2 separate regions of the Oryctolagus cuniculus genome follow, and region 1 is linked to region 2. A link is a contact called in public Micro-C data. All regions are on one chromosome and are shown on one strand. The core of a region is the stretch at or near the end of the contact, and the rest is flanking DNA. Distances in the headings are between cores, read along the strand shown.

Evidence for each region. A called contact is a pair of places that touch in the nucleus more often than the background predicts.
Region 1: a contact with region 2 is called in a Micro-C map of ear pinna, with 4 times the contacts expected there. The contact joins the promoter of C5H6orf89 here to the promoter of PIM1 in region 2. A contact is called at or near these places in 2 of 6 Hi-C or Micro-C datasets (ear pinna and an unstated tissue).

What each region holds. Positions count from the first base shown.
Region 1 is chr5:132,729,975-132,732,964 of mOryCun1.1, reverse strand. C5H6orf89 (chromosome 5 C6orf89 homolog) reads left to right here and starts at 1,280. Exons shown (of 8, transcript XM_070074136.1): 1 at 1,280-1,406. The coding sequence starts at 1,405.
Region 2 is chr5:132,478,952-132,481,815 of mOryCun1.1, reverse strand. It overlaps PIM1 (Pim-1 proto-oncogene, serine/threonine kinase), which reads left to right and starts at 1,455. Exons shown (of 6, transcript XM_017345082.3): 1 at 1,455-2,162; 2 at 2,280-2,386; 3 at 2,487-2,537; 4 at 2,689-2,864. The coding sequence starts at 2,081.

The DNA of each region.
Region 1 (2,990 bases), core at 31-2,530, 250 kb before region 2:
CAGCTCCAAGCTAATGTGCCTGGGAAAACAGCAGAAGACAGCCTAAGTGCTTGGGCCCCCGCACCCACATGGGAGACCCAGATGAAGCTCCTGATTCCTGGCTTTGACCTGGCCCGGCCCTGGCTGTTGTGGCCATTTGGGGAGTGAACCAGCGGATGGAAGATTCTCTCTCTCTCTCTGTAACTCTGCCTTTCAAATAACTAAAATAAATCTTTTTAAAAAAGGTTTATAATGCACCTAGAATTTATTTTGGAGTATTGCGTAAGTAGGAAGCAGATTTCATTTTTTCTGTATATGGATATCCAGTTGACCCAGCACCATTTGTTGAAAGCATTACCCTTCCTTCGAATCTCTGTCATAGATCAAGTGTCCACATATGTTTGGCTCTGTTTTTGGTCTATTTATACCATTTTATTGATGCAAACACCCCTGCATCATTATCAAACTGCCTTTGTAGCTGTGGAATTATTACTCTGAACGCGTTTGTATTTTGTTTGCAATTTCTTGTAAACAGCAGTTAAAAGCTTTGGCACTACTGACATAGCAGGATAAGGAGAATGGCAGGGTTTGGGTAAAGCCACAGCCTGTGACACCAGCATCCCATTCGAGTCCCAGGTGCTCCACTTCTGATCCAGCTCCCTGCTAACGCACCTGGGAAAGTAGTGGGAAGATGGCCCAAGTCCTTGGGGCCCTGCACCCACGTGGGAGGCCCTGTTGGAGCTCCAGGCTCCTGGCTGCGAGGCCATTTGGGCAGTGAACCAGACTTTCGATCGTTTTCTCTCTCACTCTGCCTTTCATATATTTTAAGAGTCTGGGTTCATGTTCTGACCCCACCGCTCCTCATCTTTGACCCGCCTAGTGTGTATGAGGACTATTTATGTCGCAGGGTTGTTGAAGCGGTTTCACAAATGCCAAGCACACAGTAACGTCCGGCACAGAGTAAGTCCTCCATAATTAGCGGTCAAGTCTCAAGTTGAGTGATTTGTTTGCAGGCCGTTCTCTCAGACTAGGGGCGCCCAGAGGGGCGAGGCGGCTGCACATGTATGTATCCCCCCCATTCTCACCCCTTCATGCCTAACACACTCTGGCACGTAGCAGGGGGCTCGGTAAATGCTTGTGTGGAGCAGACGCCAGCAAGGCCTAACACGACGGAGGAAGAAGAGCCACGCCCCAGAGGGACGCCAGGGGGAGCCAGAACCCGCGTTCCCGCGCGCGTCGCGCCGCCGTTTTCGGCGGAAGCGCGGGGCTGGGGGGGCGGAGCTACCCTGGGGCGCGCGGCCTCGCCCTTGCGGTGGGAGTTGCTTCCGGGTTGCGGTCCCGGAAGCAGGAAGTGGTCGGCCCATCCTCCTCGCCCGGCGGCTGCTGTCCCCGAGGCGGGAGGAGCCCGAGGGGGCGCGGGCCCGCATGTGAGTGAGTGGGGCCCGAGACCGGGAGGGGGGAGGCCGGCCGGTGACAGCCTCGCTGCTGTGCCCGTCTGTGACATCCATCCTCGCGCCGCCCCTCCTCTCACCCTGGACTCCAGAGCTGGTGGCTTGTCGGAGCCTCTGGGGGTTTGTGGACTGACAGCATCCCCAGGCGGCGCCCTCGGGGTCGGCTCCCCCAGACCTCTCTGTCTTTGCTTGGCTCCGCCGGGGACGGCCGAACGCGGCCACAGCAGGGCCCAGCACGAGCCGTGTTGGTGAAGTCCAGCTTGCACTGTCCTTTGGATGGCTTCCTCTGTGTGTGTGTGTGTGTGTTTGTGTACACATACGTCGAAAGTAGATTCTCCGGCCCTCTGAAACCTCTTTTCGTAGTCATTGTCAAGGGGGAAGTCCTTTCTTTTCTTTTATCATGGTTCTGTTCTGTGATAAAGCCGACACCTCGGATCTCAGAAAGGAACATGACTTGTGGTGTCTTGACAGGAGTAGATGAGGCGTTTGTACAAGAAAATTCCCCTGTCCCGTGTGCTGTGGTCTTGCGAGATTATTAACCCTGAAGGTCGTGCATTTTCTGAGAGTCCGCATAGCCCTGGTATTCGAGAATATGTCTTTAAAAAAGCGTTAGGTCATCAGTCACCTTGTAATAGATACTGCTCCCGGATGCGTAATATTCTGACTTCTCTGATTGCTCGTTCGGTGGTTCTCATCGAATTTTCTGCAGAGGGCTCTCCCTTAATAAATTCGTTAATTTCCATTGGAGTTCTCACAGTCTCCCAGTGAAGGAATAATATGGCTCTTAAAGTAGCTAAATTCGACTTTGCTATAATGAAGTTTTGCATGGAGATTCGTGTGGCCCAGTGTGTGCCAGAAAGAGGCCCAGTTAGTCCTGTCAGGGCTTAAGGCCGGCCTTGAGTCCCTGTCCCCCCACAGGAGTTCTGTGACACCAAGAAGAAGATCCGAGTACTGATTCCTGCTCACCTAAACTCTCATCAGGCTGATGGCGTTAAAAAGCCTTGAAGTAAAGTGACTAAAGCCTATGTTACAGTCAGTGAGAGCACTTTAGATCCATTCCATAAATTTGTCCAACCTTAATCCAATTTAATATCAGATGAATTTACCTGTCTGCTAGCTTTTTGTTTTGTTATTTTCTCCCTTTATCTCTGCTTTAAAGAAACCCACAATTTAGTGTGGAAGGTAGGGACAGACATGTACTACAAAGGGGTAGAGTTGTATAAGGTTCAAAGGGAAAACTCGAGGTCAGAGTCTTCAAGAGTTCACTTTTTGGACAAAGCTTGGAGAGTTTGACTTTTTAGGCAGAGGAAAAGCTTTTGATTGTACAAAAGCAAAAAGCTGTGAAACAGAAAGGATTAATAGAAAATGAGACTGAACAGATAGGCAGTGACCAGAGCATTTAAGACTACGGTAAGTAATTTGGACTTTATCTTATAACAGTTAAGTATTTAATTTGTCTGGAAATTGGAACAGATGTTTTCTATAACGTTGTAGAATCCTGTTAAAATTTTGGAGTAGACATAATTATCCTGGTTTTATAAATAAACACGCCAAGGCTAA
Region 2 (2,864 bases), core at 206-2,705:
TTCACCTCCTCCCTGAGCTAGTATTGTATGACCCTGTGTTCCTGCTTAGGTTTCATTTTCCTATCAGCAAAAGGGGAATAATTCTGGTTCCCCTGTGTTTTCTCCCAATCATCAAAAATGAATGAGTTAGGCCACAGTACACAAACAAAAGGGAAACGTGTAATGTTTTATGAGACAAATTCATAAAAGTGTGGCATATCCGGGCATCTTCATAGAATAAGCACTGAAGAAAACTTTTAAAAGAAACCTTTTAAATCCAGTAATGACTATTGCCATACAGTTAGATCCTCATTTTCCCTTTAAATGGCAGGAACTTGAAAAAAAAAAAAAAAAACTGAAACGGGATATAGTTGGCCACTGACAATTCAATTTATGGGTTCCATAGAATTTTAATTTACTCATTTCACACGTCGTTATCAACTCCTGGAGAAGTTTAAAAGGACAAAGGATGAAAGTGGGACTGGTCCTGTCTTCCGCGTGACTTCCATGGTGGGGGGCTTTTCTTGGCGAGCACGCGGGGTCGCCCGGTGATTGCTGGCACTGCCGGGCTGATGGCAACCCGCCCATGAGAAGGTGACGACGACGTGAAAACGCGGATTAAATCGAGCGCACCCTCCCACCCGCGTTGTAAATGAGGAATTTTCCTCCCTCTCCCGCCCGCACAAGCGGGCTGAGGCAGCAGCTGGCATCACAATGCTGACATTTGTTTCGTGATTCCCCCTTCCCCAGCACTTTGACACACACACACACACACACACACCCCGCTTCTCAAGGACGCACGGCCGCTGCCACCTTTCTTTTTAAAACGGGAACCCCCGGGGGTCGACCCTGGAAACGGGCGGGAACGGCCGAGGTCTGCACCCTCTGGCGCGGGGAACCCAGAGCCCCCGTGTTGTTCCGGGCCCGGGGCTCCCCCGCTCCCGCCGTGACTCACGCCTTGCAGATCTTCGCCCTCCCCCGCCACGCACCCCCAGCCCACGGCGCGCGGCGTCATCCCGCCCAGGCAGGCGTGGAGGTCTCGGGTCTGAGTCACACAGAAAAGACCACCCTCGTCGGCATCCCCCCCCACACACACACAGTCCCTCCGCGCCGGCCTCCGCGCCTCACACACCAACGCCCGTCGTCTCCGCGCCACTCGTGAGGCTGCGCGGCTCTGGAGCCCTTGACCCAAAAACCTCCGAGACACCGAGCGCCGCAGAGCCGGCCTCGGGCGGCCTTTGATGGCTTTGTTATTGTTTGGGTTTGAATCGATACGCCCCTCCCCATCCTTCCTCCCTCGCGGCCCGACACCCAGCGCCCGCCTCCCCGCACGCCCCGCGCCCCTCCCCCTCCATTTTGGCGCCTTTTCCTTCCCGCCACGTCGTGGCGGCGTAGAGACCATTCTGACCGCGAGAGTGGGGCGGGGCGGGGGCGGGGCGCGCCGCGCTATGCAGATCAGTCGGCCTCTGGTTGGCTGGAGGCGCGCCGGCGAGGGCGGGGCCGGGGCGCGGCGACCCAGCGCGCGGGGCGGGGGCCGAGGGGAGTCGCCCCGTCCCGCCGCCTCCCCACCCCCTCTCCTCTCTCCACCGGCCGGGCAGCCCAGCTCCCCGCCTCGGCCTCCCGGAGAGGCCCCGCCCCGTCCCCGCCCGCCCGCGCGCCCTCCCCGCCGGCGCGCTCCGCCCCTTTACTCCTGGCGGCGGGGCGAGCCGGGCGTCTGCTGCAGCGGCCGCGGTGGCGGAGGCCTGAGAGGAGTCGGCGGCAGCGGCGGCGGGACCGGCAGCAGAGGCACCAGCAGCAACAGCAGCAGCAGCAGCAGCGGCGGCGACAGCGGCAGCGGCAGCAGCAGCAGCGGCCGCCAGCAGCCCCCGGCCCCGCGGCCCCGCCGCCGCCCGAGCCCCACGAGCCGCCCTCCACGCCGCCTGACCCCACCGGCGCGCCCTCCCGCCGCCAGTCCCGGCAGCGCCCCCAGTTGTCCTCGGACTCGCCCTCGGCCTTCCGCGCCAGCCGCAGCGGCAGCCGCAACGCCACCCGCAGCCCCAGCGCCAGCTCCTGCGGCGGCGCCTCCAGGCACGGTCCCCGCGCCGACACCCTGGAGGTGGGGATGCTCTTGTCCAAAATCAACTCGCTGGCCCACCTGCGCGCCGCGCCCTGCAGCGACCTGCACGCCACCAAGCTGGCGCCCGGTGAGCGACCCCCGCGGGGCGGCGGCGGCGGCGGGCGGGAGCCCCGGGCCGGGGGGCCGGGCCAGCGGGGGGCTCGCGGGCCGGCACTGAGCCGCCGGTGCCCGCTGCTCTCCCTAGGCAAAGAGAAGGAGCCCCTGGAGTCGCAGTACCAGGTGGGCCCGCTGCTGGGCAGCGGCGGCTTCGGCTCGGTGTACTCGGGCATCCGCGTCGCCGACAACTTGCCGGTGAGTGTGGGCGCCCCGCGGCGGCGGCGGGGAGTGGGGGGCGGGCGGGTGCCGAGGCCCCGGCGGAGCTAACAGAGACCCTCTTGGCGGGGGCTTCCAGGTAGCCATCAAACACGTGGAGAAGGACCGGATTTCCGACTGGGGCGAGCTGGTGAGTGCCCCGAGGGGCGCGCCCCGGCGGGCGGGCGGGCGGGCTGGCTGGCTGGCTGGCTGGCTGGGTGGGTGGGTTCCGGGGGGCTGGGGAGGGGGTGGGCGCGCCGCCCGCCCTCACGCCGCCGCCTCGCCGCCCCCTCCCCCTGCAGCCCAACGGCACCCGCGTGCCCATGGAGGTGGTCTTGCTGAAGAAGGTGAGCTCGGGCTTCCGGGGCGTGATCCGGCTGCTGGACTGGTTCGAGAGGCCCGACAGCTTCGTGTTGATCCTGGAGCGGCCCGAGCCGGTGCAGGACCTCTTCGACTTCATCACGGAGCGGGGGGCCCT